Regions from separate parts of the Mus musculus genome. Here regions 1, 2, 4, 5, 6 and 7 are each linked to region 3. A link is a contact called in public ChIA-PET, HiChIP or PLAC-seq and promoter capture Hi-C data. All regions are on one chromosome and are shown on one strand. Each heading gives the region's core, a stretch centred on a gene start, on an enhancer-like site or on the middle of the called end of the contact. The rest is flanking DNA. Distances are from core to core; before and after follow the strand shown. Region 1 has its middle 23 kb from the start of Rit1. Region 2 holds the start of Gba (glucosidase, beta, acid). Region 3 holds the start of Dap3 (death associated protein 3). Region 4 holds the start of Syt11 (synaptotagmin XI). Region 5 holds the start of Rusc1 (RUN and SH3 domain containing 1). Region 6 has its middle 11 kb from the start of Fdps. Region 7 holds the start of Rit1 (Ras-like without CAAX 1).

The links. Promoter capture Hi-C pulls out the DNA fragments that hold promoters and counts their contacts. ChIA-PET counts read pairs in DNA pulled down with a chosen protein or histone mark. HiChIP or PLAC-seq counts read pairs in DNA pulled down with a chosen protein or histone mark. Capture Hi-C pulls out chosen DNA fragments and counts their contacts.
Region 1: a contact with region 3 is called in an H3K4me3 HiChIP or PLAC-seq map of bone marrow-derived macrophages, with 3 times the contacts expected there. The contact joins the enhancer-like site here to the promoter of Dap3 in region 3. A contact is called at or near these places in 2 of 39 promoter capture datasets (hippocampal neurons and liver), 2 of 115 datasets of contacts at active chromatin or transcription factors (bone marrow-derived macrophages and embryonic stem cells) and 2 of 9 other capture datasets (adipose tissue and pancreatic islet).
Region 2: a contact with region 3 is called in a promoter capture Hi-C map of pancreatic islet. The contact joins the promoter of Gba here to the promoter of Dap3 in region 3. A contact is called at or near these places in 7 of 39 promoter capture datasets (the 3T3-L1 cell line, the C10 cell line, cranial neural crest and 3 more), 4 of 484 Hi-C or Micro-C datasets (double positive thymocytes, embryonic fibroblasts, granulocyte-monocyte progenitors and 1 more), 9 of 115 datasets of contacts at active chromatin or transcription factors (the HPC-7 cell line, the SCID.adh cell line, bone marrow-derived macrophages and 5 more) and 4 of 9 other capture datasets (adipose tissue, embryonic stem cells, liver and 1 more).
Region 4: a contact with region 3 is called in an RNA polymerase II ChIA-PET map of effector CD8 T cells, with 16 read pairs. The contact joins the promoter of Syt11 here to the promoter of Dap3 in region 3. A contact is called at or near these places in 1 of 484 Hi-C or Micro-C datasets (nephron progenitors), 9 of 115 datasets of contacts at active chromatin or transcription factors (effector CD8 T cells, embryonic midbrain, embryonic stem cells and 2 more) and 4 of 9 other capture datasets (adipose tissue, embryonic stem cells, liver and 1 more).
Region 5: an H3K4me3 HiChIP or PLAC-seq map of embryonic stem cells shows a contact between it and region 3, with 31 read pairs. The contact joins the promoter of Rusc1 here to the promoter of Dap3 in region 3. A contact is called at or near these places in 19 of 39 promoter capture datasets (the 3T3-L1 cell line, 3T3-L1-derived adipocytes, the C10 cell line and 13 more), 1 of 15 datasets of contacts at CTCF or cohesin (the NIH/3T3 cell line), 19 of 484 Hi-C or Micro-C datasets (CD8 T cells, the N1E-115 cell line, Th1 cells and 11 more), 35 of 115 datasets of contacts at active chromatin or transcription factors (the 230-238 cell line, the HPC-7 cell line, the SCID.adh cell line and 24 more) and 3 of 9 other capture datasets (adipose tissue, liver and pancreatic islet).
Region 6: a contact with region 3 is called in a FOXA1 HiChIP or PLAC-seq map of pancreatic cancer cells. The contact joins the enhancer-like site here to the promoter of Dap3 in region 3. A contact is called at or near these places in 13 of 39 promoter capture datasets (the 3T3-L1 cell line, 3T3-L1-derived adipocytes, the HPC-7 cell line and 8 more), 1 of 15 datasets of contacts at CTCF or cohesin (the NIH/3T3 cell line), 1 of 484 Hi-C or Micro-C datasets (pre-megakaryocyte-erythroid progenitors), 15 of 115 datasets of contacts at active chromatin or transcription factors (the 230-238 cell line, the SCID.adh cell line, bone marrow-derived macrophages and 8 more) and 2 of 9 other capture datasets (adipose tissue and liver).
Region 7: a promoter capture Hi-C map of second pharyngeal arch cranial neural crest shows a contact between it and region 3, with 2.9 times the contacts expected there. The contact joins the promoter of Rit1 here to the promoter of Dap3 in region 3. A contact is called at or near these places in 11 of 39 promoter capture datasets (the C10 cell line, cranial neural crest, erythroid cells and 6 more), 8 of 115 datasets of contacts at active chromatin or transcription factors (effector CD8 T cells, embryonic stem cells, epiblast stem cells and 2 more) and 4 of 9 other capture datasets (adipose tissue, embryonic stem cells, liver and 1 more).

What each region holds. Positions count from the first base shown.
Region 1 is chr3:88,738,225-88,741,497 of GRCm38.p6, reverse strand. No RefSeq gene overlaps it. Among named protein-coding and RNA genes, the nearest start is that of Rit1, 23 kb to the right of the region's middle. Within about 2 kb of position 1,412, at least 9 of the 459 cell types and tissues checked have an H3K27ac peak or open chromatin away from gene starts, as enhancers often do. A contact at or near this core is called in bone marrow-derived macrophages, where this site is marked.
Region 2 is chr3:89,200,900-89,204,309 of GRCm38.p6, reverse strand. It overlaps Gba (glucosidase, beta, acid), which reads right to left and starts at 1,382. Exons shown (of 11, transcript NM_001077411.3): 1 at 1,224-1,382; 2 at 769-838; 3 at 134-325; 4 at 1-35. The coding sequence starts at 823. It overlaps Gm23269 (a small nuclear RNA gene), which reads left to right and starts at 3,037; the gene lies at 3,037-3,143.
Region 3 is chr3:88,948,870-88,952,253 of GRCm38.p6, reverse strand. It overlaps Dap3 (death associated protein 3), which reads left to right and starts at 1,972. Exons shown (of 13, transcript NM_022994.3): 1 at 1,972-2,386. The coding sequence starts at 2,384. It also overlaps a transcript of Ash1l not described here.
Region 4 is chr3:88,770,773-88,773,970 of GRCm38.p6, reverse strand. It overlaps Syt11 (synaptotagmin XI), which reads left to right and starts at 1,372. Exons shown (of 4, transcript NM_018804.3): 1 at 1,372-1,680. The coding sequence starts at 1,647.
Region 5 is chr3:89,091,806-89,094,792 of GRCm38.p6, reverse strand. It overlaps Rusc1 (RUN and SH3 domain containing 1), which reads left to right and starts at 1,430. Exons shown (of 11, transcript NM_028188.2): 1 at 1,430-1,526; 2 at 2,232-2,987. The coding sequence starts at 2,320. It overlaps Fdps (farnesyl diphosphate synthetase), which reads left to right. Exons shown (of 10, transcript NM_134469.4): 8 at 264-341; 9 at 428-562; 10 at 950-1,205. The coding sequence ends at 1,150.
Region 6 is chr3:89,111,828-89,114,835 of GRCm38.p6, reverse strand. No RefSeq gene overlaps it. Among named protein-coding and RNA genes, the nearest start is that of Fdps, 11 kb to the right of the region's middle. Within about 2 kb of position 1,520, at least 15 of the 459 cell types and tissues checked have an H3K27ac peak or open chromatin away from gene starts, as enhancers often do. A contact at or near this core is called in liver and pancreatic cancer cells, where this site is marked.
Region 7 is chr3:88,715,441-88,718,520 of GRCm38.p6, reverse strand. It overlaps Rit1 (Ras-like without CAAX 1), which reads right to left and starts at 1,667. Exons shown (of 6, transcript NM_009069.4): 1 at 1,564-1,667; 2 at 1,051-1,195; 3 at 863-919. The coding sequence starts at 1,156.

The sequences.
Region 1 (3,273 bases), core at 163-2,662, 210 kb after region 3:
AGGCACATTGAATTTTTCCAGGTGCAAAAGGAGTGACTTCAAAAGGAACCAGATGAATGTTTAACACTAGAGATTAGCACAGATGCAAGGGGAGTGATGTCAAAGGGAATTTGTAGGGACCAGATAAATGTTTACACTAGAGATTAGCACCTTCTGCCAGGCAAGAGTTTTACACTTAGTGTTAATAGCACCAGGGTTGTTAACTCTTGACACGCCTCAAGAATAATGTAGTGTCACTGACCCCGAAATTCTCTAGGCCTTGTTTAATTATCTTGTCTGAAGGATCCTCATTACTAGGATAGTGTATTAACTTACTCTTGGTATGGAATGTAGTTTGTAATGAAATTTTTATCTTAGTGAGAATTTTAGTCTCTTACTATAGACAACTGAGTTAATGGCTATGATTTTATTGTAGTGCTTAATTAGTTACTGAATAGGTTAAACTCCTTGCTGCTAACTGGAATTTTGGAACACTGGGAAAGGCTTTAGCTAATTCAGGATACAATCTTAAAAGGCATTTACAATAAGGTAATACTAAATAAAGAGCACGTGGATCCATACACTAGACTAATGCGGGAATGGAAAAATTAATTTTATGGTTTATATAGATTAGGGAGAAAATGCCAGACCCCGGGAAGGGGGTTTCCTTGAAACTCTTTGCTTCATGAACCAGCTTCCCAGCTTTCGCTTTGTCAAGCTGACTCCACCAGAGTGCCGTGACACAAAACAACTGACTTTCCAAAGAACCCTTAAGTTTCCACTTCAGCAGTCTTGCTCTATATTCTATATTCCAGGCTGGTCTGTAACTCACAGTGATCCTCTCACCTTGGCTTTCTGAATCCTGAGGTTACAGCTGGGGAAAATCCCACCTCCTTTTGTTCTTATTTTATTTTCTATTAATTAATTAATTTATAGATTATGTTCTCATTATATAGCCCTGGCTGTCCTGGGACTCTCTATGCAGAATAGGCTGACCTCCAACTCATAGAAATCCTCCTGCTTCTGCTTCTGCCTCCTGAGTACTGGAATTAAAGGTGTGTGTCACCATGCTAATTTTTTTCTAAATATTAATTTTTAAAAAAAGATTTTATTACCTATTATCTATACAGTGTTCTGCCTGTGTGTAGGCCTGCAGGCCAGAAGAGGGCACCAGATCTCATTATAGTTACAAGCCACCACATGGTTGCTGAGACTTGAACTCGGTACCTCTGAAAGGACAGCCAGTGCTCTTAGGCTCTGCGCCATCTCTCCAACCCACCAACTATTTTTTTTTTTAAGGACTGGGTGTTGGCGCTAGAGAGATGGCTCAGCAGTTAAGATCAGTTGTTGCTCTTGCAGAGGATCTGGGTTCAACCACCCATATCCCAGTTTCAGAAGATCCAACATCCTCTTTTGACCTTTGTGGGCACCAGGCACTCTCATGATACAGTCATACACTTGGGAGAAATAGGCAAGGGGATGCTATGAGCTGTCCTCGGCTAGCCTGAGATACAGAATGAGAAGTGAGACTCATCTCTCACAAACATGGCATCCAATTACATAAAGAGGACTGGGTATAGTGTGACAGACTTTTCCTGGGAGATACACAACATACTCACCCAAATAAGGAGCCTACTATACCACTACCAAAGTCCAGGTTGGTGAATCAAAGAATTTTATTCTGGGATTACCTAAGGAGATATGGGTAAGGGATAACTTAACAAGAGCAGAAATGACTGAAAGACAGCTGCATCATCAAAGTCCACCCCAACATGAGAGACAGCTCATGGGTGAAAGCTGGGGACCTGGAGCACAGTGCAGGTGAGCTCTCAGCTAGCCTGAGCTACAGAACAAGAAATAAGACCCATCTCACAAAACCAACAACTAACTCCCAGAGTGATTTCTCCTCTCCTCAAACAAGGTGACATCCCCTAAGTAATTTCTTCAAGGTTAATATCAATTTTCCTTATAGTCCTGGGCTGGACCAATCTCTGTCATAGGGATTTCTGAATCAATTTTGAAAGAGAGGAGGGGTCATTGTGGCTGAAGGACTGCCCTGAGGAGATGTCGAGTCCTTGGGGAAGTAAGCACTGGTGCTGGAGAGGAACAGTGTGTCCCCGGGGTGGGCATGCATGATTGCGGGACACAACCTTGTTTCTTCCTGGACCTCCTGCCTCCCCCCTCGGGATACTTTTCTTGCCCATTCCTTGCCAAAGCCTTCCTAGGAAAGCCCCGACCTGGTCTCAGTGGCGTGCTGACGCTTGTGACTGACAGAGGCAAGCAGCTACTGCGTCAGTCAAAGCCTCAAGAACAGTGGCTTCTGACATGCAAACAGCTCTTCCCCTACTCCACTCTCCTGTTTTGGAGATGGGAGTCTCATTGCAGCAAAGCCAGCCTCTGCTTTGAACCCCTGTCCTTCCTGAGTGCCGGGGCTGCTGGCTTCTTCTGTCCCATGGCCTGGCAGCTATTTTTCTAAAAACAATTTTGAGCACAAAGACTTATAAAATTGATTGCCTCTGTATTTGCAGTCCCAGCACAGGTAAAGTGCTGTCATCTGTGTGCCAACATACACATGGGGAGATTCATGGACAACTTTTGGAAGTTGGTTCTTCTATGTATTTTGTCTGCATCTGTGCACTGTGTATGTGCAGTGCCCGAGGAAGCCAGAAGAGGGCACTGGACCCCTGGAATTGGAGTTCAGAGGGTGGTGAACAGCAATGTGCGGAAAGGATACTGAATTTGGTTCCTCTGAAAGAGTAGCCTCCTAACCTCTGACGCATCTCTCCAGCTCCAGGGAGCTGGTTGTCCCTACCACATAGCAGAAACCTAACTCAAGTTGTCAGGCTTGGCAGGAAGTGCCTTTATCACCAAGCTGGCCTTGTATTTTTCAACCATTTTAATGGTGGAGATTTAAGATACAAACAAACCCTAATGGTGAGATGTGGGAAGCCGTTGCAGAGTGGCAGTTACAGAGTGGCAGTTACAGAGTGGCAGTTGCAGAGTGGCAGTTGGCTACTGCTGGCCACCACGCATAAGTTTGGACAAACAACCAATGTGTACATATGCAGTAAAGTTTTTTGCAAAGACACTGCCTGGCCCGGGCATGATAATGAGGCTTTGAGAGTATAACCAATCAGATGTGAGACATGCAAATGAGGTATGATAATGAGGCTCTGTGAGGTACAGAGAGAGAGAGTAGCCAATCAGATGAGGAACATGCAAATGAGGCATAGTGCATAACCAATCCGGGTGTGAGACACGCCTCTCCTAGGCCTATAAAAGCAGCACCAGTTC
Region 2 (3,410 bases), core at 133-2,632, 250 kb before region 3:
GAACTTCTTTTCTGGCTGCAAAGTGAGTAGTAACCCTGGGAAAAGAAGAGGAAAAGTCAGAGTCCAGAAGAGGACATGCTGATCACTGGTGTGACTTTGGGTCCAGGCTTAGAGGGACAGATAAAGTGGCTACCTGTGCCAGTGCGATTGGCCTGGATGGCCCCGACACTCAGCTCCATCCGACGTCCACGTCGAGTGCTCTCGTAACGGCTGAAGGTACCCAGAGCCGGTAAGGTCACGGGGTCAAGAGAGTCACAGTACGATGCATTACAGACACAGACCACTGAGCTGTAGCCAAAGCTTTTGGGGATGCAGGGTTGGGCACCTAGGAGGCAGGGCACAAGCAGAGGCAGGCATCAAAGCGGGTTTATGAGGGAGTGGGCATGCTAGGTACGAGACAGAACAACAATTAAAAAAAAAAAAATCCGGGCTGGTGAGATGGCTCAGTGGGTAAGAGCACCCGACTGCTCTTCCAAAGGTCTGGAGTTCAAATCCCAGTAACCACATGGTGGCTCACAACCATCTGTAACGAGATCTGACGCCCTCTTCTGGTGTGTCTGAAGACAGCTACAGTGTACTTACATATAATAAATAAATAAATATTTTTTTAAAAAAATCCTTCCACCATACTCCCAGCCCAAAGATGTCTCAGGCATTCTAAAAGAGTTACAGAGTCCCTACTGAAATTTCAGCACCATAATGGAAGGCTACCAGAGGACTTTGGGGGCAGGGGACACCTTCATGCCTCCATCTCCATCCTAGACTCACCATATGCCCAAGATACCGCCTGAAATAGGAAGAATCCGATGAGCCTGGCAGCCATGACACCAGCACACTTCTGAGAAGAAAATGTAGAGGAAAGATAATAGTGTAAGACTCTCTCTACCCTGCAACCACCCTCCTGGCCAGAGTTTAGCTGCCTGTGGATGCTCACAGCATAGGCTCCCACCTTTATTAGTGATTAGACAGTGCCCGTAGACCCTGGAGGCGTCCTGCATTCATTCACTCTGCTAGGGAGTTTGCTGCCCACTCCAAAGAAGACTCTCTTCACTCTTTTCCCCCATCGATTTCAACCTTCAGCCCTCCCTCCATCTGTGCCCTCAAAGAGCCATGATGCCCTGAATTTAAAAAAAAAAAAATTGAACTCACCGAATTCCATAATCTAGATAGGCAGAATTCCCGAAGCAAGATTGACAAGGCAAATTGTAGCCCTGCCCGCTTACCTCTCCAGAAGATCTTGGAAACTGGAGCTACTCAGGACCAGCGAATGAGAAGACTGTGGAAGTTTCTGTGCCTTGGAGGGATAGAAGACCTACCAAATAAAACACAGACAGATATCATAGCTCTTGGAACCGACTAGCACAGCAAGTTCCTTCCGGCTTAAAGGGGCGGACAGAGTCACATGATGACTAAGCCGGTCACGTGATGCAGGAAGTGAAGCAATCGAAGCCATATTTGTAATGGGCAGTTGGGCTCTTCTAGGTTAGTCATTCATTGCATACCCTGTGAATTTTGGGGAGGCCTAAAGGATGACACCTTTAGGAAGAGAATTCTAACAAGGATTGTATGGACAGCTGAGTAGAGGCTCCTAAATCCAAGACAGAGAGGACTTCTAGCCTGTGAGGGCCACTGTATTCACATGCACATACCGACACACAGATATACATAATTTAAAAATAAAATTTAAAAATAAAAACAAGGGGCTGGAGAGATAGCTCAGCGGTTAAGAGCACTGACTGCTCTTCCAGAGGTCCTGAGTTCAATTCCCAGCAACCACATGGTGGCTCACAACCATCTGTAATGGGATCTGACGCCTTCTTCTGGTGTCTGAAGACAGCTACAGGGTACTCGTCATATATATAAAAAATAAATAAATAAATATTTTAAAGAAAATATTTATTTATTTATTATATGTAAGCTGTCTTCAGACACTCCAGACCTCTGGAAGAGCAGTCACTGCTCTTAACCACTGAGCCATCTCTCCAACCCCAAATAAAATCTTTTAAAAAAATAAAAATAAATAAAAACAAAATTTAGAAACCCCACATACAGCCTGGAATTGGTGGCACATGCCTTTAAATCCAGCACTTGGGAGGAAAAGGCAGGCGGATCCCTGTGAGTTCAAGGCCAGCCTGGTCTATGGGGCAATTTCCAGGACAGCCAGTCCTGTTACACAGGGAAACCCTATCTCGAAAAACAACAACAAACCCCACATACACACAATCTTTATCCTAAAAAGACTAGTGAGACACATGAGTCAGACACTTACACGGAGTTACAGGCGAAGACAGACAGAAATGTTGAGAGGTATACTTGCAAGACTCCTTGAGAGGAAAGGGGACCCTTCCCAGAAGAACAGGCGGGGGGGGGGGGGGGGGGGAGTCACAGTAAGTGCAGGGAGTTGCTGTCGGGCTCTGGAGATCAGGACCAAGGGAGGGAGTGGTCCCCACTGGCCGTTTCTGGATTCTCTTGCTTTATCATCAGATGCTGGCTGGAAAGCTCTTCATCCTTCCTCCCAGGAAACTGGAAAATGCTGTCTGTCTTTGGTGGACACAAGAAGAGGGCTGTCGTCCGGGTTTCCTTGTGAGCCACAATAAAGTTGATTAATTGGCAGTGACACATGCAGCGTGATCTGACTAAGTCCAGGTCTCTGAGCCTGTTTCCACACTTGCCCAACATAGACACCAGCATAGTCTCACAGAACCATTACTAGCGTTAGCAAGAGAAGTCAAGGGAAGTCTGAGCCTGTTTCCACACTTGCCCAACATAGACACCAGCATAGTCTCACAGAACCATTACTAGCGTTAGCAAGAGAAGTCAAGGGAAGTCTGTAATTACACATTAGGAGCTTTATGCTTGCTGAGTGAGGTTTTTACATTCTTATAATTACCACATACCCTTTTTAAAAAATTGATTAGTTATCTTCTTCAGCTCTGGCAATATTTAAATTACAGTTGCTTGGAGCTGCATTGGTTTGAGTCCTGGCAACTGGCAATCATATACTGTTTGGTTATCACTTTAAGAATCAGTAGCTGGGTGCTCGCTTCGGCAACACATATACTAAAATTGGAACAATACAGAAAAGATTAGCATGGCCCCTGCGCAAGGATGACACGCAAATTCGTGAAGCGTTCCATATTTTTTAAACTCAAGAAGAATGAAGACCAAAGTGTGGACACTTTGCCCCTTCTTAGAATTGGGAACAAAACACCCATGGAAGGAGTTACAGAGACAAAGTTTGGAGCTGTGATGAAAGGATGGACCATCTAGAGACTGCCATATCCGGGGATCCATCCCGTAATCAGCTTCCAAACGCTGACACCATTGCACACACTAGCAAGATTTTGCTGAAAGGACCCAGATATAGCTGTCTCTTGTGAGACAATGCCAGGGCCTAGCAAACACAGAAG
Region 3 (3,384 bases), core at 723-3,222:
AGCAACACATTGGAACTTTCATACATACTAAGCTGTCAGAAGTGGTCTGCTTGCTTTGTAAACACAACAAAATTACAAATACCTATCTCATATAGGACAGTGTATATTCTATACATGTTTGACACTTTTAAGTTCTCCCAAGCATAATCTAACCAATCATATTTACCTACTTTCAAAATACACTTGTATTTGGCAATAACAATCTCCTGAGGCACTATGATAATATGGACAATACATTACTAAATTAGTAATCAAAATATCTCAACATTGCCACTAATTTAACACATGACCTTGGAAAAGTACCTCTTTATGCCGGGATTTCCTATTCTCCTATAATTTTTACAGTTTTAGGATTACGAACTGAAAGAGTACTCTGAATATAAAAACTTTATGCACTACTATAAATCCACACGGTCAAAAACATCTCCCCTTATTCTCAGCCTAATAGCGATCACTCTGAGGATGTTGGTCTGGCTTTCATATTTACACAACTGACTCTATTCAAAGGCACAGACTATGTCAAGTTTCTCCCCTTCCTGATCTTAGCATGCATTCTGTATTATCATACTAATCATACTAATGCTAAAATACATGCACATTTATCGACCTAGAGAACACATGTCCCAGCATTTGTTTTTAAATAAGCTAACTTACAAAGGGAACTTCCCCAAATGCAGGCAAACTCTTCCTGAACACTCTCCATCCTCGAATTATACACATATAAACAGAGCAGCTATAAACCAACAGACCATCTGGTCTTCAAGACCCAAAACATTTCTTTCCAAGTAGAAACTAACCAGTGACATTTATTAAACTTATTAACACTCAGATCACTATGTCATGTCTGCATATATTTCCGCCTTTCGAGAACACCACAGATCTTGTACAGGTAAACTACCCGCTGAAGATCATCTCCCTTGCTACTTTTGTCCCTTACTTAAACAGACATAAACTGGATCTTGGGGGATGCTCCAATCGGGCCTACTACACAAACTAACCTGTCAGGGGCACAAGCGACTCCGCCTCCACTCGCTTACTTTCCCGTCCCCCTCCCCCAAACCAAGAGCCCGCTGGTCAGGGACACCCCGTCACCCCGCCTAGAGGGACTTCCCGGTAAGCTCAGGATCCCTATCCCTGCTCTCCCTTCCCCCATCCTCACCCCGCTCTCCCGGAGGTCCAGGTCCGGGGGGGTGACAGCGGATCCCGGGTAGCCAAGGAGAGACTACTTGGGGCCTTCAAAGGCCTGCTCACACCGCACTACTCACCGTGCGAGGCCGAGAGCGCCGAGTGCAGGCAAGTGGAGAGAGAGAGGGTGGCAGCCTGGCGCCTCGGCTTCCCTGGCTCCACACTGTAACCCTTCCCGCTTGTCAGGAGGCGGCCAGCGGGTAAGCGGACCGGCGGAAACGCGAGAGAGGAGAAGCCAAAGGCGTAGGTCGGGAAAGGGGAAACCGAGAGAAGGCGGGTCCGGCAACCGAGACCGGGATCGTCTCCCCCCTCCGCAAAGCGAACCCAAAATGGCGGCGGGAGCGGCAGCGGCGGCGGCAGCGGCGGCGGCGGCGGCGGCTCTGGGGAGGGAGGGAGCGAGCGAGCCAGCGAAGGGCGCCGCGTGCCCCCCCTCCCGCCTCCCACTCCTCCCTCCGCGCGCTCTCCCCGCCGCCCTCCCTCCCTCCCTCCCTCCCTCCCTCACCCGACTCCGGCCGCGCAGCGCGCACGCCCGCCCGCACGCTTCCGAGTGGGTCCGGACTGGTCGCGAGCTGCGCCCTCCAACCACCGCCTCCGGCCGCCCCGCGCCGCCAGCACCGACGCGCTCGCTCTGGGGCCTCCGGCTCGCGCGCTCCCGACTCCCTCTCGGCCCTCACGCGTACCTTCCTTGGCGCGAGCCCGAGCCTCCTCCCTCCTCCTCCTCCTCCTCCTCCTTCTCCTCCTCGGCTCGCCTCCCTCTCTTCCCCGCCCCCACGGCTACCAACGGCAGCCACGGCTGCCGCCGCCTTCGCCCCCACCCCTCGAACGTGCGCCTCCCACAATCCCCCCCGCGGGACGTTCCATTGCGCGCCCCTGCTGGGGCCGGGGAGAAGCGGGCACGCCCGCGCAGACGAGGCTGGCCACGGTGACCGGAATGTTTTGAAGAGCGAGCGAAGGTACCTAGGCGCGGACCTCCTGGGACGGGCCACCGCGACGCCGAGGCTTGCTGCCCGCTTCCGGCCGCGGGGCGGGTGGCGCGGTGCCCCTCCGCTGGGCTGTGGTTGCAGCCGCGGCGACTGCGCGTTGGGTAGCTTCCTGCCACACGACCCGAGCTTGCTTCACAACTGCAGGACGGGTGCCTGGGATCCAGCCGCTGGCGGTGTGTGCGGGTCACCGGAGCAGGAGTCCTAGTGTTGGACTCATGGTAAGGGGACTGAGCCACACAGGGGATGCAATGATGAAGGAGGGAAAGGAGCGTGTATTTGAACTGCCCCGAGATAGGGAATGAGGGCAGCAGTGTCGGTGATCCTCCAAGAGGGCATCCTTCAGACCCGGGGCTGCGGACCTGGGACCGGAGGATGAACGGACAGAACGGCTGTTAATATGTTAATGTAGTTTAACCTTGTTAAAGTCCCAGAGGGTACCTATCCTCTGTGATGCTTGTGTGATCCTTGTGCACTTCTCAAAGATTGTGCGAACTCGGTTTGCAACTGGCAGCCTGATGTTAGAGCAGTGGTCCGCGCAGCCTTCCTAATGCTACGACCCTTTAGTACAGTTCCACATGGTGACTCCCTACCATAAAATTAGTTTTGTTGCTACTTCGTAACTGTAATTTTGCTGTTATGAATCTTAATGTAAACATCTGATATACAGGATATCTGATATGGGATCCCTGTGAAGGGTTGTTAGACCTCTCCTCGGGTCGCCACCCGCAGGTTGAGTGTGTGAGGGGATGAAACTATGCACTGAGATTTTATTTCTGGATTTGATCTTTTAGGCCTTCAAATTTTTCCAAGTTATTTATGAGATGCTGGTAGTAAAAATTAGCTAACCCCAAAATATACCTTCAGGGTTGGAGTATGAAATAATGAGATCATATATGTAAAGCAGAATTAGCTCCTGGGTACGGGGAAAATGCGGAGTATTATTGTTATCATTTACAGTGCTGTTGATGTTGATAAGATTTGTAGGTGTAATTGGTAGTTTGTGTTCTATTCATCTAAATTGCTAGTTAAACCAGACCTATGGCATTCATTGGCTGCTAGTATTTGTTTCCGTGTTGACATTGGATGAGTGAATTCAGGGCATGTGATGTTAAAACCCCAACGTTTGATCTACTCATTTTTAGTCTCCCACAAAAAGCAAAGCAAAATTTTAGAGGAATGGCACCTTAAGTTTCCTTTCTTATCTGTGAATTCTTAC
Region 4 (3,198 bases), core at 123-2,622, 180 kb after region 3:
TACCAGGTTAACTAAAAATGCAGTGGTCTTTTCCTTGCAAGTAGTATAAAAGCAGTTTCCCAATTGAGTATAATAATTTCAAAAATAAAAAGTTTTGAGTTTCAGTGATGATACAAATTATGCTTAGGAAAAATAATCAGGAAACTTTAAAAATCAATTCATTCATCTTTTCTAGTAGTTTCTCTAACTTAAAAAATACACTTTTTAGGCAGGGTGGTCTATGACTGTAACACTAGCATTTGGCAGGTGTTGAAAGGAGTTCAAGACCAGCCTGGACTACACAGTAAGTTCAAGGTCAGTCTGTATTACCCAAGACCCTGTCAATAAATGTAATTAAAATTACTCTTGACAGGCAGTGGTGGCTCAATAGGAGATTGTAATCCTATCAATAGGAGATTTCCAGTCCAGTATAGGCTACACAAATGAGTTGCAGAGCAGCCTGGTTGAGAGAGACTGTCTTTTTAAAAAATCACAACTTCTCTTCTCTTATGGGGGGGGGGGCGCATTAAGAAACCAAAAGCACTCTTTTGGTCACAGCTGGCCTGATCTTGGAATCAAAACCCAAACCCTACAAAGGAAAAGAAAGGTGACAGGCCATTAGCAGAGACAAAGGAATCTCCAACTGCGGAGAAAAGCCAGGTTCCGAGAAAGAGCCCCCACCTCGGCCACATGTTCCCATGTCCTCAATCTAAAGTCAGAGCCACCCGAGCATGTGCAGCAGGGTGAAGCGACTCATTATTATTATCATTATTATTATTATTATTATTTTGCATATTTTCTGGTGTTTTATACTCCAGAGTACTGGGTTTAAAAGCATGCACCACTACTGCCCAGCCGACTTTAAGTCTTTATTATTGTCTCTGCTTTTCTGAGATAGGTTCTTGTTATACACGTCAGACTGGCCTGAAACTCTTGATCCTTCTGCTTCTACCCAGGTTTCAATCTTTAGTCAGTTTCCATAAATGCCTTTACTGTTTCAGGAGTGCGCTAAAATAATAGCCATCAATACTGAAACAGTATAGAATTTTGCTTTTCTCAACTCCTCGGACCCAGAAGGTTCAGCTTCTAGCTATATAAACTCAGGCAACTAGAATTACAGCTTCAGAAGACGCTAAAGCGACTATCTTCCTGCCCTTCTGTATTTGGAGACCTATCCAAGACTGTCCTTGACTCTCCTTCCTCACCCACTTGAGTGCTATAGTCACAAGGATGTGCGACTGAGCTAGCTAAACACCTACACTTCTTAATGGGCTTTGAAATTTAGCCACAAACGCCCACAGCCTGTGAATGGGCGGAGACTCATCCTCGGAAAAACTCGGCAGTGGGCGGGGTCTTCTCTCGAAGAGCTTCCGGAATCTTTCGGGCAGAGGCGGAGTCTTCTGCCGAGGGCCGTTCGGGAAGAGGCGGAGCCTATCTCTCATCAGGACCAGTCTGACTGCACCTGCATCCTTAGCTCAGAGCATCCCTGGAGCATCTAAGAGGAAAGCGCAGCTAGCAACCAGGGATCGTACTGCAGGGGCAATCGGCCATGCACCTTCCCCTCCCCTGATCTGGAGGTCTACAGCCGCGGCCTCGGTACTGACCGAGATTCCCAAAGTTGTCTGACCTCTGCAAAAGTGTTTCTATCAACAGCCTCTGATTACAACATGGCTGAGATCACAAATATACGCCCCAGCTTTGGTAAGTAGAGCCTGACAAACTAATTTGGGGGCGATCAGTGCCGTTGCAATGCCAGATAGCTGAGGAATGGGCGGGGAGTGAAGTCCAAATGGGACCCTCTCATTGCCAGCCCAGCCAGAATAGGGCCTGAGGTCATGAGTAGAAGGCTGTGGAGAACCTCTGAATTTCAGCTGTGGGATGCAGGCTCTGGCAAGGGCAGAGTGCCACCGAGGATAGGTAGGTCCAGGATGCTAAAACCTTGATGGTAAACCCTTGATGGTGCACTGTCAGCACGTCTGGAGGTGAGAAATGGCAAGCTTGCGGAGGATGTGAACAACCCCCCCCCACCCCTCTTTCTGGAGGAAGAGAGGTGAGGTAGGCCGAGCCCTCCCCCTAGGGGCACGCAGGGCGGTGCCCCTTCCTCCCCCTCCTACTTCTGAGGGCTGCAGAAGAGGAAAGTGGCAAGGGGGATGGGACATCAAGATGGCAGCGTGGAGACTATGGGCTGTATGGCTGGAAGCCAAGGGAGGCGGAGGCCTCCAGGGAAAGCAGGGTGCGGGGGTGGGGAGCACAAATGAAGCCACTCCTTAAGCCGGTCAGAGGGTTGCTAGGGCTGGGGTAAAATGCTAGCCCTGCATGCTTCATTCTGCACCGTAATGGTGTAGTCCTTCGCGGTGTTACCAAATGGCGCTTGGCGCCGCCGGGCGGAGAGATGACGTGATGTCTATTTCTGAACCTCCTGGCAGTGCCTAGGCGCCCCTTCCGGGGCCTTTGTTCCCTGTTTTCCCGGTCTGGCTTTTCAAATAGGGGTACTCACCCGCGCTGGTGCTGGCCAGGGAGGCAATCCTGGCCTGGGGGAGGGGCTGGAGAGGCCCAGCCCGGGGGAGGCTGCTTTGTGTACCACAGAAAGCATTACGTCATCTCGGAGTGGCTGGTCTGCGACCTAGCCCTCTGGGTTCTCAGAGCACTTTTACACTCCCTGGGGCAGAAAGTGCTGTGGTAAATAGGTGGGAAAGAAAGCAAGAGAGGCTTGGCCAAGTCGTTTCCTCTTGGGGAACTCCTCCATAACGATCCAGGAGCGCAAACTTCTCATGCTGTGCTCCACACCACATAAATAAGTAAAATAAAATTGTCCTTCGATTGGAGGAATCAAGTAAGAGTTGTTGCAGAGCGAACCTAGAACCTTCATATTCCTTAAGAGAGTATATCCCTCAGACAATCCAGGTGTGAACATTAGGTTCCAAAATTTAGGGTAGAGACACAAGCCATCTTTAAAAAAATAAAATAAAAATGGCTTTCTCACTCCCAAGTAAGAGGCATATGTAACTGAACGGAACCCAATGTTCTCCACATAACAAGCCATCAGATCTCAGCGAAAGCATCCAGACAATGGATCTTCACACCCCTCAGCCCTTGTTCCCATTTGACCCCAAGGCTGGATCTTATGTATTTCTTCAGCTTTGCTCTCTGTCTCTATCCTTTAAGTCTTGAGTTTCCCAGACCGAAATCCATTTTGTGATCACATGAAAAACCCAGGAT
Region 5 (2,987 bases), core at 181-2,680, 140 kb before region 3:
CGGTGTGACCTCGGGCAAGCCCTCTGTCCCTCTGATACTGGAAAGTGGGCAGAGTTGAGGCCTGTGGATGGTACATCTGGCGGGGGGCGGAGGGGGGGCGGCAGAGCGAAATTGAGGCTGAGGCAGGAGACTAGGTGTGGAGGTGGTTTATGGGTCAGGTCTTCGTTTCATTTTGTAAGAAGTTGAAGTTGAAAGTGGAACCGTAATGGCTGCAGCTCCCAGGGGAAGATGTGTGGTCATGCTGCCTACCCTGTCTCCTACAGGCAGGCATTGATGGGGAGAAGGAACACGCCAATGCCCTGAAGATCCTGATGGAGATGGGCGAGTTCTTCCAGGTCCAGGTAGGCAGGTCCTGCAGCCCAGAGTGCATATTTTCTCTTTCCCGGCCTGGGGACCTCCTCATCTCTCCTTTATGCCTGCTGCCTAGGACGACTACCTTGATCTCTTTGGAGACCCCAGTGTGACGGGAAAGGTCGGCACTGACATCCAGGACAACAAATGCAGCTGGCTGGTGGTTCAGTGTCTGCTACGAGCCTCTCCTCAACAGCGCCAGATCTTAGAGGTGCTCGAGTGGGGCCTGGGAGTGGCATGTCCCTTTGCTAAGGGGATGGAGGAGGGGTGGTTAGGAAAGCAGGGTGATTTTGCTGTCCAGGAGACATTGGGCAACTAAGTGCAGTTTGATGTTTGTGCTGAAGGTGGCTAGCAGGCAGAACCGGGAAGGTTTTGGATAGTGCCAGACAACGCATGCTGCCCAATAACTCAGCCGTGTCAAGGCTGGGAAACCCTAGAGGAAGTAGAATCCAGAGCCAATACCTGAACTTTGGGCTCGGGAGGCAATGCTTGGTATCTTGGATCCCCAGAGAGGAGAGTTTTGCCAGTGTCTGGAGTGAATGAATGAGTTGTGAGGGCCTTTGGACCCAGCCAAGTAAAGCTGTTTTCGTGCTTCCAGGAGAATTATGGGCAGAAGGACCCAGAAAAAGTGGCTCGGGTGAAAGCACTGTATGAGGCGCTGGATCTGCAGTCTGCTTTCTTCAAGTATGAGGAAGACAGTTACAACCGCCTCAAGAGTCTCATAGAGCAGTGCTCTGCGCCCCTGCCCCCATCCATCTTCATGGAACTTGCAAACAAGATCTACAAACGGAGAAAGTGACCCCGGAATTGGAGAGGCTGGGAGGGAGGGGGTCTCAATAAATTATTGTTCAACATCCTGTGGTTTTATTCTTGTGGCAGTCAGGAGTTCAGCTTTATCCAGAATGCAGGGGTGGGAGAGGGCAGCTTGGAATCCAGGTTGGCAAAAGCATTCCTTGAGACCCAAAGCGTCTGCTTTGTAGATGGGTGACATAGGCACAACGTCAAGTGTTGCGTGGGGGTTGAGGGGCGGTCCTGAGCTATGCCACGCCCATGCGTGAAGGGGTGCGGCTGCGCAGCCACAGTGGGTTTTGCCGGTGCCCCTCCCCTCCGCTCTGTTCCCTGCTGGGCGGGGACGCAGACGAGCCCAAGGCCGGAGCGATTCCAGGAGGACTGCGGTGAGGAGGGCTCGGTCTGAGGGTGCGGATGGATGGATGGATAGATGCATGGATGGATGGATGGATTGATAGCACAGGAGAGGAGCAGTTAAAAGAATAAAGAAACGGGCGATGGCTGGGTGATGGGAGACGACACAGAGTGAATGGACAAATCTTGGCGTTGCGGTGGGTGAGGACACAGGAGGAAGGCTAGAGCTGAACAGGGACTGGGACAGATGCAGAGCTGACAGCAGAATGCTTCCCCTTGCTCCAGCCCAGACCCCTCTCCTGCGTTAACAAACCAAACCCTTCGTCTTGTTCCCCACCATCCACCTCACTAGAGCATCCGGGCGGGGTCCCCTTCCTCCCAGGGTTAGGCTGGAGGACAGAGCTTGATTAGGAAGAATCGGTGTATTCTGGGCCCTATTCTTTTTCAAGCATCGCACCCCCATATTCTGGGCCCCACTCTTTTTTCAAGCTTCGCAGCCCCACAAAGATCAGAGTACAACTGCATTCTCTGATGACCCTCCTTTCTCCGTTCCCTGGAGGTTATGTTCAGCTCCACCTGCAAATACTGCAGTGGGAACTAATGGCCTGTCCGTGGTGATTTGAATCTCATTTAAATATCTCCCAAAGCAGCCAGATCCTTCCCAGGCCTGTTCTAGTCCTCAGTCACCTCCAGTGCCCTTACCCGTGATCTAGGTTTCAACCACCCCTGTTTTCTAGGTCTGCATCTACACTGTCAGGTAGGTGGATGTGAGACGCTGGATCCTCTTGGTTCTCTGAAAGCCATACGTCGTCCTCCCTCGGCACCATGCTGTCCCCTCAGCGGGCTTTACTCTGCAACCTCAATCACATCCATCTCCAGCATGTCTCCCTAGGCCTGCACTTGTCCCGCCGTCCTGAACTACGAGAGGGGCCTCTGAGCACACCCCCGCCCCCGGGAGACACCGGGGGCAAGGAAAGCAGGGGGCCCTGCAGCGGGACCCTTGTGGATGCCAACTCCAACAGTCCAGCTGTGCCCTGTAGATGCTGCCAGGAGCACGGGTCCAGCATAGAAAATCAGCAGGACCCTTCCCAGGAGGAAGAGGCTGTTTCCCCTTCAGATCCAGGATGCTCTTCCTCTCTCAGCTCCTGCTCAGACCTTAGCCCTGATGAGTCTCCAGTGTCAGTCTACTCGCGAGACCTGCCTGGTAATGAGGATGCAAACCCTCAGCCTAGCACCTTGGAGCTGGGCTCTCCTCTGGCTCCAGCGGGCCCTAGCACCTGCTCTCCAGACAGTTTCTGTTGCTCTCCTGATTCTTGCTCTGGAATATCTTCTCCACCTGGACCTGACCTGGACTCGAACTGCAACGCCCTGACCACCTGCCAGGACCTACCTTCCCCAGGCTTGGAGGAAGAGGAAGACAGTGGGGAACAGGATCTTGCTACCTCTGAGCTCTCAGAGACCGAAGATGGGAGAATCGACGCAGGGAAAGCAGA
Region 6 (3,008 bases), core at 271-2,770, 160 kb before region 3:
AAAAGGAAAAAAAAGAAAAACAGTGACCATGGGCTAGAGAGCTGGCTCAGTGGTTAAGAACACTGACTGCTCTTCCAGAGGTCCTGAGTTCAATTCCTAACAACATGGTGGCTCACAACCATCTGTAATGGGATCTGATGCCCTCTTCTGGAGTGTCTGAAGACAGCTACAGTGTACTCATATATATATAAAATAAATAAATCTTAAAAAAAAATAAAGAGAGAGAGAGAGAGAGAGAGAGAGAGAGAGAGAGAGAGAGAGAGAGAGAGAGAAAGAGAGAGACAGAGACAGAGAGACCACATCCCAGAAACAACATATATTGAGATCTCCCTCCAATACAATGTCCTAATGATGTAGAAACAGACTTGTGGAGTTTTTATGGTAACAAAGGAGGTTATACAACAAAGCATTTAAAAATGGGTTGTGGCCAGGCAGGGGTGGCACATGCCTTTAATCCCTGCACTTGGGAGGCAGAGGCAGGCAGATTTCTGAGTTCAAGGCAAGCCTGGTCTATAGAGTGAGTTCCAGAAACCCTGTCTCCAAAAAAAAAGAAAAAAGAAATAAAAATGGGTTGTGTAAGCAAGGGTGCAGCAAGCTCACCAAACTGTGCCATTCTGTGAGTGGAAACAAAGGTGTATGGGGATCAGTCTGCCAAGGTTATCTCTCCATGGGGAAGGGGAAGCAGAGAGAAGCAAAATGGGAGAAAGCACGCAGCTTCTCAGACAGACAGGCTGAGCCCAGTTTGGACCTAACCTACTGATGGAAACAGGGATGTGGATTACTGCAGACAGGGAATCTCAACTGCAGGCCTCAGATGCTACCTGGTCCCTTCTTATCCGTTCCACTGGTGCAGTTAAGGTTTGGTTAATACATTCCAAAGGGTTTTATTTGCCTATCAGGATGTTAGGTCTGGCACAAGGTGGGTAAGGAATTGCTTTTGGGGGACCTAAACACGGCCCCAAAGAAGTTGTATTTAGGCTCTGAACCTGCAGCAATCCAAACTCTTCACAGCCAATTTTGTTTTGTGTTTTTTCAAGACAGGGTTTCTCTGTATAGCCCTGGCTGTCCTGGAACTCACTCTGTAGACCAGGCTGGCTTCGAACTCAGAAATCTGCCTGCCTCTGCCTCCCAAGAGCTGGGATTAAAGGTGTGTGCCACCATTGCCTGGCTTGCTATTGACATTTTTAAAAAAGATTTTTTATTTTATGTTTACCTAAAATACAGGTTTTTGCCTGTATGTGTGTGTCTGCTGCCTGAACATAGTCAGAAGATGGTGATGGAGTCCCTGGTGTGAGCTTCCACAGGAAAGCAACTGGTGCTTTCCCACACTGAGACAGCTCAGCACGAGGCAGGGGTGTTTTAATCAGCTGCTTTTCAGGAATGCTGATTGACAAATTTCCCCCAGCAAGACAGGGTTTCCTTTTGTAGCTCTGGCTGTCCTGAAACTCCCTATATGGAGACCAGGCTGGCTGCAAAATCAGGGCTCTGCCATCCTCTGCTGGGAGTAAAGGCTGTGTTGGCTCTGATTGGCCTTTAATCAGTCAACTCTTGGTGGCTCCTAATAGCAGCTGGTCACAAGATCATAGGATGACTGGCCACTTGAAACTTCCAGTTAATAATTTATCATGTATCCATGATGAAATGGCGATAAAGAGCCCTGACAGTACTTCCAGACTATCCGACGGGTAGGAAGGTGACCTGCCCAGCTCCGTGAGCACAGAACTATTTTGTACTCAGGACTTTTTTTTTTTTTTTTTTTTTTTTTTTTTTACCTTTTTAAACCTTGTTCAGTGTATCTCTTTATCTGGGTGTTCCTTTTGAAGAAAAGAAAGAGAAAAATAAGAAATAGAGACCATTTGTTTATTTAGGTTTTTTAAGACAAGATTTCTCATTGTAACCCTGGTTGTCCTAGATTGTACTCTATAGACCTCCACAAGACTACCCTCAAACTCAGAGATCTGCCTGTCTCTGTCTCCTGAGTTAAAACAGAGGAAGTCTGGACATAGTGGCATACCCCTTTAGTTCCAGAACTTAAGAGGCAAAACTGGGTTTATCTCTGAGTTCAAGGCCCACCTAGCCTACCTAGAGAATTCTAGGTCAGCCTTTCTCAAAGAATCAAAAAAAAAAAAAAAAAAAAAAAGAAAGGGGCTAGTGAGATGGCTCAGTGGTTAAGAAGAGAGCTGCCTGCTCTTCTGGAGGTCATGAGTTCAAATCCCAGCAACCACATGATGGCTCACAACCATCTGTAATGAGAAACAAATAAAAGAAGCTAATGGGCCTGATGGAGTGGGGTCCCAGGTCAAGAAGGGAAGCAGGGTTGGGGAAGGAGGGGAAGAATGTTACAGTTTTAAGTCAAAAAAAAAAAAAAAAAAAAAAAGAGGGCTGGAGAGATGGCTCAGCGGTTAAGAACACGGGCTGCTCTTCCAGAGGTCCTGAGTTCAATGCCCAGCAACCACATTGGTGGCTCACAACCATCTGTAATGGAATTTGATGCCCTCTTCTAATGTGTCTGAAGACAGCTACAGTGTACTCATATAAATAAAATAAAAGTTAAAAAAAAAAAAGAAAGAAAAGAAAGCCGGGCATGGTGGCGTACGCCTTTAATCCCAGCACTTGGGAGGCAGAGGCAGGCGGATTTCTGAGTTCAAGGCCAGCCTGGTCTACAGAGTGAGTTCCAGGACAGCCAGGGCTATACAGAGAAACCCTGCCTTGAAAAACAAAAACTAAAACAAACAAAACAAAAAGAAGGAAAGAAGGAAAGAAGGAAAGAAGGAAAGAAAGAAAGAAAGAAAGAAAGAAAGAAAGAAAGAAAGAAAGAAAGAAAGAAAGAAAGAAAGAAAGAAAGAAAGAAAGAAAGGGAGAAAAAGAAAGGAAGGATGGAAAGAAGGAAAAAAGGCGCTCCCTGGGGTGGCAGCGGGCCGGTGAACTGGAAAATGAGACGCTTAGGAAGCCACACACCAGTGAGTTCCGAGCCTTTGTGGGTTATTTACATGGGGCAGGGCTTCTCC
Region 7 (3,080 bases), core at 418-2,917, 230 kb after region 3:
CCAACATTTCTTTAAGATAATCACTCAGAATCAAAACTGCTTCCTTATGATTTTGTAACATTTCAGTCTATAGCAGATAGCAGCTAATAACAACAATATAATCCACGAACTACAGAACTGGGCATGGGGTTCATGCCTCTACTCTCAGACTAAGCAGAAGGAGTGTTACGAGTTCAAGGCTAGCTTAGGCTTTGACCTGTTATCAAGGAAGACAATAACACAACTTAAAACAAGAGAAAACAAGGCTGGGGATGTGGCAGAGCCCTTGCATGGTATGCTCGGCTAGAGTCTCAGGTTCCATCCCCAGGTGGGGGTGTCAGGGAGACAGATTTACCCCACTAGCATTCCACCAACCTATGACAGCCAAAGATGACAAAGACACAGGAGAAGACAGTACTATATAATGAGCTGCAAGGATAAGGAAATAAAGGAAGAGCTCTAAGTGGAAGATTGGTTCTAAGAGTTCAGCAGGCTGGCTCTACTTGTTTTTCTGCTTCCTTTTGTGGAAGTTCAAACCAGCTGACTCATCCTTCAGGGTTAGTCTCATGTCAGACCCTGAACAGTGACAGCAAGAAAAGGTTTCATTGAGTGGTCGTTAAACTTTTCCTTTAATCTAACAATACATTATATGTCCTTAAATAAAAAAGACAGTTTGTCTACCAATGTAATCTGAAGACTAAAGATAGCATAAATGTGCATATGAAGTCTAAAATAAATACTCAAATGTTTATTCTGGTCTCTAAGTAAGTATGAATTACATACACAAACAAGCTTAGGATATAAATATTACTTTTTAAGCTCTAACTCTATTGAGATACTTTCCCAGGCTGTATCTGGAAATATAAACAAGGAGCTGACTTACCAATGGTGGGGTCATGGTCTTCTGGGAATCGGTGGCTGATGAACTGCATTGTCATGGCTTCAAAACAAGAGATGCAACTCAGGACACTGTGACCAGGAAGTATTTTAGCTATCAATTTTGCACAAGAGCCAGTAACCCATCTGGGTTGCTTTTCAAACGTTGTGTGGCAAACAGAAATGGTTACCTACCACTCTTCCCAACTCCACCGGCACCCAGCATCACTAGTTTGTATTCCCGGGAGAGTGCTGCAGGGCTGCTACAGCTGCTACCAATGGGGCGAGCTCCGGACTCCATTGTCCTCCGGGGCAGTCCTGGGCCCCTGGGAAAGGCCTCCTAGAGGAGAAGGCACAGAACATTCAATCCAGGATGGAAACAGTGGGCCACAGTGAGAGCCTCCTTCTTCCGTCCCCAAACACCATGGCCTACTCTGCTCATTGCAGAACGCTAAGAAGCCCTACATCCTCGCCCTTCACAATCAGTCTCAGTCCTAAAACAGATCATAGATGTCCAAACTTACTTTTTCCAGAAAACTAAAAAGAACTTAAAACTTCAGATTGAGGCAGCGTGCCAGTAGGAAGGAGCCGGATGAGTGCAGAGCGCTGCCTGACACTGTCACGTTCTTTCACGGTGGCCGTGGCTCCCCCACTTCACCACCTTTCCCGCCACCGTCACCCCCCCGCCCTGTTCACCTGAGCCTGTACCTCTGAAACCAGCTTTGAGGCCGGGTGGTAACCCGCGTTCCTTTCCCAGCTGCGCCCCACAGCCCAGGGCCCCGCCCGGGTCCTGGAAGATGGCGCCGGTGGGCGGGGCATGACCCTGAGCCCCGCCCCCACAGCTGACAGATACTCTGCTCCGCCCCGCGCCTAACTCTAACTCGCTAAGCCCTCTGGTCACATACGAATCTCAAGGCTTGCACTTACAAAAATGGATGTTATATTAATCGAACAGATACTTTTAAAGATTTATTAATTTATTATATGTAAGTACACTGTAGCTGTCTTCAGACACTCCAGAAGTGGATGTCAGATCTTGTTAAGATGGTTGTGAGCTACCATGTGGTTGCTGGAATTTGAACTCAGGACCTTTGGAAGAGCAGTGCTCTTAACACCTAAGCCATCTCTCCAGCCACGAACAGATACTTTTAAAGTGATTAACTTAGGGCTATTTGCTGCTGGTAGAGGGAAAATATCTGTCACCAGATGTACAGCACAACAAACCCACACCCCCTCAATCTTTCCAAAATACAGAATTACATTAGGGTAGGTATGGTACTTGCTACAAAGCAGCGCTTCATTTTCCAAAAACGCTGTTACATCAAAAGCTCTTGAAACCAAAACCAGATGATCGCGGTATCCAGTTATTCTAGTTAGAATTTTTTTTTTAAAGATTTATTTATTTATTATATATAAGTACACTGTAGCTGTCCTCAGATACTCCAGAAGAGGGCATCAGATTTCGTTACGGATGGTTGTGAGCCACCATGTGGTTGCTGGGATTTGAACTCGGGACCTTCGGAAGAGCAGGTGGCGCTCTTAACCACTGAGCCATCTCACCAGCCCTCTAGTTAGAATTTTAAATTTTAAAATTATTAAGACAAATACAAGTCAGATAGGATGCAAGCACATCCATATAAACCAAGCATTTGGAAGGTGTCTGTGCCAAGCAGTACAAGGGCCACCTTGGATACCAGCTAAATTCGACATTGGGTTACATGAAACCCTGTCTTAAAAGCAGAGCTCAGGAGAGATTATCAGTAGTTAAAAACACTCCTTGCGGGGGCTGGTGAGATGGCTCAGTGGGTAAGAGCACCCGACTGCTCTTCCGAAGGTCCAGAGTTCAAATCCCAGCAACCACATGGTGGCTCACAACCATCCGCAACAGGATCTGATTCCCTCTTCTGGAGTGTCTGAGGACAGCTACAGTGTACTTACATATATTAACAAAATAAATCTTTAAAAAAAAACAAAAAACACTTCTTGCTTCTGGATTCAGTCGCTAGCACCCACACAGTGGCCCACAACCATCCAGTTTCAGGGGATCCACAACCCTCTTCTGACCATTTGCAGGCATCAGGAATACAAATGGTGCACATATATACACATAAGCAAAAACATACATATGAATAAATACACCTTTTTAAAAAGCAGATAGCTTATGCCTTTAATTCCAGCACTCCAGAGGCAGGTGTGTATCTGTTTGTGACCAGCTTTAGACAAGA